4 separate regions of the Gossypium hirsutum genome follow, and regions 1, 2 and 3 are each linked to region 4. A link is a contact called in public Hi-C data. All regions are on one chromosome and are shown on one strand. The core of a region is the stretch at or near the end of the contact, and the rest is flanking DNA. Distances in the headings are between cores, read along the strand shown.

Region 1 (2,700 bases), core at 45-2,544, 240 kb before region 4:
CACGAAATACTTCGAGTGTGGGTTCGAACCAATTGAATCAAAACACAAAACTAACGATCAAAATGCTCTTCTAGGTAAACGAAGGGTAAGAACCCACATTGGATGGTTCTAGATTAGTGGAAGGGAAATAACATGCTTTAAAAACTTTAGCTAACAAGCAATTTGGTTGAGTCAGAATTCGCCAGTATTGCTTACCCAACCCTCCTTTCGACTTCAGACAACATAACCTTTGCCAAGAGTTCCAATGAATTCCTTTAAGTGATTTAGAGTTCCTCCATCAAAATCGATTAAGAATATTTTTCAGATCACTACATAATGAGTTTTATCTCAGTTAACTTTTTTAGTCGAATTGTCTAATCCTATTTGGAAAAAATTCCTTGATCTATCCGAGTTTGACACATGTCAATGTTAGATATTAAAAGAAATAAATAATTTTTTTAAAAAAAAGAACAAATAAAGAAAGAAATAAAATATTAAAAATGTAGTGTTTTCCATATCAAAGCTCTAGATCAAGCTCTTCAATGCGTATTTCCTTGTTGCTGATATTCATTTTCTGGTTAACATTATTATTAGTCGACGTCCTTGAATGGACTGCTTTGGTTGAGTAACAAAAAGAACTGTTTAACATCGGAAGAGTTGCCAGAAAATTTATAGATGTTGCCGTCGCCGCCATCAAATTGTAAGAGGGATATGATGAAATGGAGAGGAGGGTAGAAGGTGAATCGATGGATCATGCATTCGTGGGTTGTTGAATACACCGTTACCGCCAACAGCAACGGGGTATGCTTGGTGAAGCCAAGCCCTGTCACGGCGGTGCACATTCATATGACCCCCGAGGGCTTAAGCAAATGGGGATGGGGTTTGAGACGGTAGCAACAAATTGAAACAAAATTATTTATTTTAAATATCTGGCATGGACACATTTCAAATCCGGATTGGTCAGAGAATTTTTTTCAGACAAAATTAGGCATTTGGACTAAAAAAATTAACCTAATTAAAGTTCAGGCATCTATTTGAGAAAAAAAAAGAGTAGATACCTATATAAAAAATAAGTATAGTTTAGAGGTTATAATGAGAATAATGCCTTTTAAATAACAATAAAACAAACATATACGAGTTTTTAATTTTAGTTCTGAAATTAAAGATTGTACCTCAATGCTTACGAATTAAACAGCGACAACTACAAGTCAACGGAATTTAATTTCGTTTGTTTGGTAGGATCCGTCGTTCGTTGCCATTTGTCCCAAGGGAAGGCCCATTTATATAAAGTCCATAGAATATTTATACCACTTATCTTTGAGGAAACTATTAATTGCTCCTCTCATCCTCTGTACTTCAATCCTATTCACGTGTGCTTATCACCACTTCTACTTTGGAGTATTAGGTATCTTTTATTCTCTTCAAATTCTCAGCCTCCTTTTGCAAATTAAAGATATGGACGGACGTCGCCGGAAGCAACCAAAGACTAGTGGCTGCTGCTCTGAAGGTAGGTTATTTCCTTTTGTTTTTTATCGGAACAACAGCACCCATTTCCCTTGATTTTTGGGGTTCTTTTATTTCTTCTTAATTTATTGTTTTTGACTAGTCCATTTTCCATTGTTTTAAAACACTTGGGGTTGGTTAAGGTTAACTCTGTTTGGTCGTCTGAATGTTATGGCAGAGGTGAGCAGCATTGAGTGGGAATTCATAAACATGTCTGAACAAGAAGAGGATCTAATTTATAGAATGTACAAACTCGTTGGTGACAAGTAAGGAAATCTCAAATACATAGCTATCACTGGTTTCAGATATTTGAAACATTTTGTTTCTTTACATATGCTCTTATGATCATAAACAGGACACGATTGCAAGCAACTTGCAATTTAAATGATTGAGCAATTAATCGTGGGCACTGGGCATTAGTTAAGAATGCTTTGTCTGGTCATGTATTTTTTATTTATTTATTCCTAAACCAATAATGTCAGACAATTGTTATTGTCCTATTGGTGAATATAGGAAATATAACAGAGCAGTGGCTCCATTATTCCATGGCTGCTATTCAACGTGGAAAATAAGTTCACTCGGAAAGTACAATAATATTTGTAGTATTTGTTTTTTTACTGTTTTGTTACACGAAACCCACTGGATTCAGTGTAGTCCTAATTAAAAAATGCATCTATTTTTGTTTCGAATGGAGTGGTGGTTGATTTTATTATTCCGAATAATTAAACCTAATACTTGAATTATTTACATAGGTGGGCCTTAATTGCTGGTAGGATTCCAGGTCGAAAAGCTGAAGAGATAGAAAGGTTTTGGATCATGAGACACGGAGAAGGATTCGCCAACAGACGAAGAGAGCTCAACTGAAGCAACACATCCTACTTAAAGAAGAATAGTAAGGCTTGCATTTGCATGCCTTTACTGTAGTATGCTGTATGTCACCAGGTGGTTCTTGTATTTTTTATGGAAATTAAGCTAGTAGTAGTTTTATTTTGGGTTTAATGCATTCAATCCTGCTTTCTCCATTGTATGAATTTATTTGAAAAGAAATTACCTTATTAATTTTATGGATTTAATTATCAATTTAAATTTATTTTTGATGCAATATAAATATATAATTTTATGCATTATCAATATGTAAAATGATTAACAAGTAATTTGAAATGATGATGCATAAATTATACAAATCAATAGTTACATATAGCAACTGTTGCAAATAAA
Region 2 (2,700 bases), core at 66-2,565, 200 kb after region 4:
TTTCTGTTGAATTCTTTGCATATACTTACATGGTATCTTTCGCCTAAATCCTGGAGACTTACTCGTGCTGCGCTTTCATGGCTAACTTGATTGATTCTGTTTTTGCAAACAATGGTAATCCGTCCAATGTACTGTCAAATTCTCGATTAGTTCAATGCTTCCCTCAACATGATACTGTCAAATTAGATGAAGGTAACTTTGTACAATGGCAACAATACATAAAATTGATTGTTGAAGCTTATGAGTTAACAAAGTTTATTGAAGGTACCTTACCTGCTCCACCATGGTTTATTCCATCTCCGGAGGGTCCTCTGGTTCCAAATCCAGAGGCATCGTTGTTCCATCAGCAAGATAAGTTGCTTGCATTCTGGTTTTTGTCCATAATAAGTGGTGCTCTTCTCTCTTGTTTTACAGATTCAAAGTCTTCATATGATGTCTGGGTACCGCAAACTGCCTGTTCACCGCTTTGACTGAAGCCAAATTATCTTGCATTAAACATGAGTTGCTTTCAATTAAAAAAGGTAATATGTCAATTAAAGGATATGTGGCTAAGATTCAGAATACTTGTGCCTTGATCGAAGCATTTGGATCTCGAATCTCGGAGGTTGAGAAGGTGCAGATTGTTCTTGCGGGCTTAACACTAAATTACAATGCCGTTCTCACCCGTTCGTCGTTCTCGTCCGAACCTCTTCCCATGCAAAGACTTGTGGATATTCTGTTGGAATATGAGAGTCGACAGACTCGTGTGGCACAGGAGGTGTCGTTTTATACAAATCTGATAAAGGCCGCTCCAACGCCGATAGTGGTGGAACTCGCGCGTGGTGGTCGCTTCTCTACTGGTGACCGTGGGAGGGGATTTCGCTCTTAGATCCAGTGCCAAATTTGTGGTCAGTTTGGGCACTTGGCACAGCGTTGTTATTATCGATTCAATAAGTACTACGACAACCCTCTGCGCCGATGGTGGCTTGGGCTTCGACTGCGTGGGCTCTGATTACAAGTGACGGAAGAGGTTGTGCGATGTTTTTGGTTCAAGTACTACGAGTCGACGCGAGGATGCTGCCAATGGTGGTTTCTCCTTCCCTCCAAAGGTTCTAGGTCCATTCGGGCCATTGTCGATGATGGCTCCACCAGGTTTCAGTCATGGCCGATGGTGGGAGGGTATACCACCAGATGTGGTCGTGTTACATATGACAAATTTTAGGGTTTCACATAACCTTTTTGACGTTATGGGTATTGGGTCATATGGTGTGGGCCTTACTAGGCCAATTGTTACAAGCCAGAGTTTTGGGCCACATGGTGGCATTGCTAGGTCGAATGGTGTAGGCCACTTTTTTAGGCCACATGATGCTAGTCAAAGACTTGGGCTGAGTGCTAATTTTGTTAGCTTTGGGGGCCCACCTAGTCATGAACAAGGTATTGGGTGCCTAGATGTCAACGATGTGGGTATTCATAGGCCAAATGGCGGACTGTATGGTGGATCGAGTGTTCCGTGATTAACAAAGCTTAGAGCGTGTGTTCTTCTTGGGCCAACTTCTAGAGTTAGGGCCTTAGATCTGACTTTTTTTTTATTCCCTACCATGTGTTGCGTTGCCACGGGTTTCTGATGTGCCTACGTCGGATTTCTCGAACACCGCTAAGTTTAATGTGAATACGACCTAGTATGGGTCCAATTTTGATAATGTTGATTCTTCTATTCCTATAACCATAGGGACTTCATCGTGGTATCCTGATTCGGGAGCTACGCATCATGCTTGCAATGAGGCCTCTGCTTTGAATGATTCTACACCATACTCAGATACATCTCCTCTTTTTATAGGTGATTGGACACCTTGTAAAAATTACGCGTGTCGGACATTCTACCTAGCCTACAAAAAATAAGTTGCTCTATCTGTCTAATATTTTGTGTATGTCGAATATATGAAAAAAATTGTTATTTGTTTCCTAGTTTTCTAAAGAAAACAATGTCTTCTTTTTGAATTTCACTCGTTTCATTGTGTTATTAAGGACATCTACACTTAGGAAATTTTGTTACGGGCCACACTCATGATGGACTCTATCATTTCTCACTGGTTGCTTCTAATGGTGTTTTTCCTTCTGTTCATAACACTGGACTTCAAACTAGCTCCGCCAGTTGTGACATTTTTGCACTATGGCACCGTCGACTTGGTCATCCCTCCGCCCGTATTGTTAAATCAGTTTTAGATAAATGTCAAATTGTTTCGAATAAAGTTTGTCTTAATAATATTTTTACTGCTGTTCAAAAAGGAAAGTCTCATAAGTTTCCTTTTTCAAACTCTACTACTAAATATACTAATCCTTTTGACTTGGTTGTCTTCGACTTATGGGGACATCCATCTTTTGTTTGTAGAAGTAATTGGTATTATGTCTTGTTTGTTGATATGTTTAGTTGTTTTACTTGGCTATTTTTCATTCGGCGTAAGTCTTAGGCCATTGATTGTTTTATTCAATTTCAGAAGTTGGTTAAAACTTAGTTTGGGAAAGATATCAAACAATTTCAAAGTAATTAGGGTGGTGAGTTTCGAGCTTTCACGGTAATTCTGGCTAAACATGGTATTATTCATAGGCTCTCGTGCCCATATATGTTAGAACAGAATGTTGTGGCTGAACAGAAACACAGACATATTGTTGAAATGGGTCTTACTCTTTTGGCTCAAGCGAATCTACCTATGGAATTTTGAG
Region 3 (2,700 bases), core at 124-2,623, 140 kb after region 4:
ATTTTTAAAAAAAAAATCATGTAAAACATAAAATTAAAGTAAAGAATACCTGAGAGATATGGTGGTTATGGGTTTTCCAGTGAGAACCAGGGAAGAAGCACCATCGACAATTCTTTGAATATAAGGCTCCAAATCCTGGTGAGTGACGACAGGAACACAAGCCTTGAAGCTTTGGGGGTCAGTTCTGCCATTGAGACCCAGATTCTGCAAATACTCGGCGCTTCCATTTTCTTCTAAAATTTTCTTTAAGGTCTCCCTTTGAACATTCTCAGCATCTTTGGTCATCGTTTCGAACTCTTCTATCACTTTTTCTACGTGTAAAATTTCCATCTTTTCTAACATCCTTACTTACTCAAACTACAACCTTAAAAAAAAAAATAAAGGAAATCAAATTATATGAAGACTATTTACTTCTTATTTAGGAAAAAGAATAAAGTGATCTGAAAGCATAGAAAAATAATTTTTAAAAGAATACAATCATGTTTTCCGCTCTCTTTCTCTTCTACCAAACGGAAGCAGAATGGAGATTTCTTTTGCTATCAATAAATGCAAGAAAAAGAAATTACTTGAGGTGAAAAAAAATAACCACTAATTTAAAAATAAAGACAAAAAGGGGAACAAGCTTATATGATAATTAAGCAGCAATCTGAAAAACCAAGACAATAACTCAAAACATTTTCAAGCTTTCACTTTATTTGACGGATAGTCAATACAGTCAACCGATAAGAAACTTCAATTTCCCACTAGAGATTAGAGATTAGAGATTAAACGTTTTTTTTAAAAAAAGTGCAAAATTAATGAAATCGGAAAGAAGAGGAAACTAAGAAATCAAAGAATTTGAAATGTGAAACAAAAATTCAACTTCATATCCTGTTCCAAAACTTTGAAAATTTCAAACGAACAAAAAGAAATCAAAGAAAGAGATTCAAATCACCTGTAACAAAATAAAAGAAATGAAAGAAATTCAATAGAACAGAAAAAGAATAAAACAGAATCAGAGTAAGTATGTGGATAAAGTGCAGTTTGAAATTCAGAAATTTCAAGTACCTGAGGAAGCTCAGTGCTTTTCAGTAAAAGAGTGAGACAGAGATATGGAGGGAAGGGAAGGTGGTATTGAGTCAGAACTCAGAACTCTCCAAGTTTATATGGGAAAAGAGGTGAAAAAGGATAGGAATTTTGTTTGCTCACCAATTTCAATGCGCTCTCTTGTTTTCCTCAAAGTGTCTGCAAAGATAGATAAATTGTTTTTTTATCGTAAGAAAGGCAAAGGCAAATTGCTGTGTGTTAATGATTTTGGGTATGGCGGATTGGGAGATAGAGAGAAGATTCTTAGGCTTGCATTTTATAGGCGTTTTCTTTAAAATTATTAATAATACAAATTTGTCAGCCTCTTTTTTTTTTCTTTAATTCCTAAAATGTTTTTTTGTCCATTCCCGACTTTGCCCATACTCCAACCTTAGAATTCCGGAAATGCCAGCTTGAGTACAACTGATGAATTCTGAAATTACCTTTATGGGCTTGGATTATTGTGAGAATTGGTTAATATTGCCTTTGGTTCACTAGATAAGGAAGTTAATAACGCCAGATTGACGTGGGGTCGACTACAATGAAAGGCAGATTTTGGCAATATTGCACTTCTCATCCCTTTAACTTTTCTATTTTCATTCAGATTCTTTTTTAATTAGTTTTTGTTGTAGAATGAGTTGATGTCATGAGTTAATTGAGTAGTAACTCGATTAGGAAAATTATGAAAAAATATCCTTTCACAATTAAATTAATTTATATTATTCGAGAATATTTTAATCTTTTTATTTTAAAAAAGTCAATAAAAATTTTACATGTAATGATATTTGAACATGTGTTATTTAAATCGATAAAATATTAATTTAATCACTAAGTCAAATACTTATCTTAATATAATATTAACATTAATTATATTATGTATATCTTGTTACTTCCATCAATTATATAATTGTACTTCTATACTTACTATTCTTTAAACCTGTTTCCTTATCAAAGTAAAACTGGAAAAAATCCAAAATAAAACACACCCATGACACATTCCATACTAGGATAAATTATAGAGGAGTGAAGGAAAATCAGTTTCTACTAAGCCAATTTCATCGTTTTCCAACAAATTCAATTATCTCAAAAGAACTCTTTTAAGAAAAAATAACACATAGTAATATATGTCAGTCATAGTCAACAAGTAATAATTAATGTCAATTTATTGTACAGGTTAAATCAAATGGTGCATCAAATCAAATTTGTATAAAAAAATTAGTTTGGGGCAGTCCGATTTCCAAGTCTCTATATCATAGAATGTTTGATACATCGAAATTTTGATAAGAATAGAATATAAATTACTTGATATTGATTTAGGATCGAAACAATACATATTAATTGATACAATATTGATTACCATAATTAATATAGCGCTAAGTTTTATTTTTATTTTTTAAAAAGTAATAATAAATGCAAAATATTAGATTGAAATATAGGATGTGGAAGTTTTGGTTTGATAATGAGTGGTAATTTAACATCTAATTAAGATGTACATGGATTGGTAAAGTAAGCAAATTAAAGATGTAGAAATGAGGAAGTAATGGTGGCATGGCAATGCATGGTGGGGTGTGACGAGCGGCCAAATGGTGGGTGGGCCCTACGCTCCCAACTCCGAACTCCAAAACACATGTCGAC
Region 4 (2,700 bases), core at 57-2,556:
TATGAGCTTCACAAACATCATTTACGTGTACAATCGGAAGTTTCCCCAGCAGTTCTTCCGCGTATTTCACACTTCGGTATGAACGCGCGTTATGTGTAACTTGCGAAATGAAAGCAGCCACACTTCCAGGTGTATAAGATAAAACAGTATCTCCTCCAACAATGCCACAAGCTAGGGTTACCACCTTCATTCCACCATCTTTTTCACTGCTCCCATACCCCAAAACTTCTTTCTCTGCCAATGTCTTTGATACTGTGTAATCCTACCCGGCCCCCAACAATTAACATACAGAATTCTTAGCTATCGTGATCTGATATATTGTTTTCAAGTAATAAAATGTACAACTTGCCTTAAAGAAGCCATTAGAGGAAGCAAGTGAAAGATTAAGGGCCGTCCAACAGGTTTCATCTATGGAGTCCTTGTAACCACTCCCATCGTCTTTCAATGGCGATGCAGCACAAACAGAGGCTGTGTATATTAATCGTTTCACACTACCTGATTTTATACAACACTCTGCAATACTTTTTATTGCAGAAACTGCAGCCTCACTCGTGTTTTTAAACTGTTCAAAAATCGTCAAAACCGGCATGGTTCAAAGTTTAAACTATAAAGAGGATGAAAAAGTAATGTCACAAGAGAGAAACCTGAGAAGCATCAGAGGGTTGCAAGGGAGTCGCAACATGGAAAACGAACGTACAGCCATGAATAGCTTGCTCAAACTCATTTGGCCTGTTTATATCAGCTTCAAACAAAACTAATTCTGTGTCCGCATGAGGAAAGCTCTTAAGGAGTTGAACCTTTGAAGCATCGCCTGTAATGGAAATATTGCATTAGAAACACAATCAAACACGATGACAGAAATGGAAGAGAAATACTAAGCGTACCCAAATTTCTGAGGGTAGCGTGGACGGTATATCCTTTCTCCAGTAGCTTCTTGACCAGTGAAGAGGCAATGAAACCAGCGGCTCCTGTAACGCATACCCTGCACTTACCCTTCTCCATTGCTGCTAAATTCTCTCTCTTATCCATGTATATATAGAGCGTAAAATAGAATTAATCATAGAAATACTTATTTATTTAATTTTAATCTCAAATATTATAATTTATTAATTACGGAAATTAAATTTATGTCAAAGTATACTTTTAGTTATTTTATGCAAGATTGAGGATCAACTTATTGAAATATAAATAAAGATGAAAGTATAATAAAATATATTTGTTATATAAAATTGATAAACTCCCTCCTTCCCTTTCTTCCCTGCCAAATGAAAACAATATAATAATAAATAAAAGTGGCATTTCTGCTAGGATAAAATGTGTATCTTCCTTTTTAACTATTTTATAGAGAATATAATCAAAAGACGGGATTTACACGGCATTGCGAGGAGAAAAACAAGCCTATGGAGGTCAATAATTATTTCACTAAGCTTTGTTTCATGCAGCTTGTCTCTTTTTGTTTTCTTCCACAATATTTGCATCGCCTCGATTATGTCACTATATATGTTTCAACCTAAACCTTCCATCAAACAAATCTCTACCGTAGATTATTTCATTAATATAATCAGGATGTTTGCATTATTATTTCAAAAGTTGAATGTGGCACTGTAAACTGGATTAATCAAATATTTTTCCTTCATACCTTAAACTTTGTTATTAGTATAATTCATACGTAATTTAGAGGTTTAGATTTTGTCATTTTCAATTTTATATTTTAGTCCTGACTTAGATATTACATTCATTGAATTAAAATATGCTAGTTTTAAAATCTTATCCAACAAATATATTATTATATATATATTTATTATTGTCATATAATACTCGTCATTCTCGTTAATGAATTTAATAGTTTAGGATTTAAAATCCGAAAAGTATAAATAATAATAATAAATTAGAAAACAAAGATAAACTCACAACTTAAATTAGGGGACTAATAGTACAGTTTATTTTAATGAATTTAAATACTATTGCTTGGCTTTGGATTAAAATTTTAAATTTCTATAAATATAAAATTCAAAAATAATTTAACTAAACTCATAATTTACAACTAATGGTAGGGTGATAGCAAGATAAATTTATATTTTTTATATATTTATTTTTTTCTAATTATCAAATAAAATGCTATTAAATTTGGATTTTTCTTGTCAGAAATGAAGTTGGTGTACTGAATTCAAACTCTTACAAAAAGGGGCTAAATTGGAACAAAAACCAAAGATGAGGACTTGATTAAAAGATTGAATATTCAAATATGACTGGATAAAGATTGAAGGGTTGAAGATTTTTTTTTAAAAGTGGCAAGATAAAAATTGAAAGATTTTTTATATTATTACAACTCTGTATTAGTTTAAATTATAGTTTAAATTTGATTTTTAAATTTAAAATTATTTAGTGATAATATTTAGGAAAAATCTAACTAAATTTTAGCATTAAAACTGTGTATAAATACCTAATGACTACAATTAATTGAACACAGTTAGCTAAGCTTTAATAAATTCTTTTATTTTCTTTTCATTTTTCCTTCCCATTACCTGCGTCACTTTTCATTATGCCATTTTCATTCTTTTTCTTTTACTTTCAACTTTTGGTTTAATACCTTCCAAGGCCCTTTCCCTTTCCACTTTCTACAATTCCACTTAAACCATTTATTTTCAAGCATGATTCTTTCCATGATTAATTAAACTCTTTTTAGCTTTAGCTCGGAAA

The links. Hi-C and Micro-C count contacts between places; a contact is called where the count stands out from the background.
Region 1: a Hi-C map of leaf shows a contact between it and region 4, with 2.7 times the contacts expected there. The contact joins the promoter of LOC107956479 here to the promoter of LOC107948529 in region 4. A contact is called at or near these places in 4 of 34 Hi-C or Micro-C datasets (callus, hypocotyl and leaf).
Region 2: a Hi-C map of leaf shows a contact between it and region 4, with 1.6 times the contacts expected there. The contact joins the promoter of LOC107952938 here to the promoter of LOC107948529 in region 4. A contact is called at or near these places in 2 of 34 Hi-C or Micro-C datasets (both in leaf).
Region 3: a Hi-C map of leaf shows a contact between it and region 4, with 3 times the contacts expected there. The contact joins the promoter of LOC107952940 here to the promoter of LOC107948529 in region 4. A contact is called at or near these places in 3 of 34 Hi-C or Micro-C datasets (all in leaf).

Annotation. Positions count from the first base shown.
Region 1 is chrA07:30,818,813-30,821,512 of Gossypium_hirsutum_v2.1, forward strand. It overlaps LOC107956479 (transcription factor CPC), which reads left to right and starts at 1,295. Exons shown (of 3, transcript XM_016892132.2): 1 at 1,295-1,486; 2 at 1,661-1,748; 3 at 2,235-2,572. The coding sequence starts at 1,435. The coding sequence ends at 2,346.
Region 2 is chrA07:31,262,281-31,264,980 of Gossypium_hirsutum_v2.1, forward strand. LOC107952938 reads right to left here and starts at 1,316. Exons shown (of 4, transcript XR_001699002.2): 1 at 565-1,316; 2 at 269-485; 3 at 1-174.
Region 3 is chrA07:31,200,430-31,203,129 of Gossypium_hirsutum_v2.1, forward strand. LOC107952940 (jasmonoyl--L-amino acid synthetase JAR4) reads right to left here and starts at 1,374. Exons shown (of 5, transcript XM_016888147.2): 1 at 1,048-1,374; 2 at 50-364. The coding sequence starts at 342.
Region 4 is chrA07:31,062,645-31,065,344 of Gossypium_hirsutum_v2.1, forward strand. It overlaps LOC107948529 (putative anthocyanidin reductase), which reads right to left and starts at 1,307. Exons shown (of 5, transcript XM_016883113.2): 1 at 885-1,307; 2 at 645-811; 3 at 350-562; 4 at 1-262. The coding sequence starts at 1,029.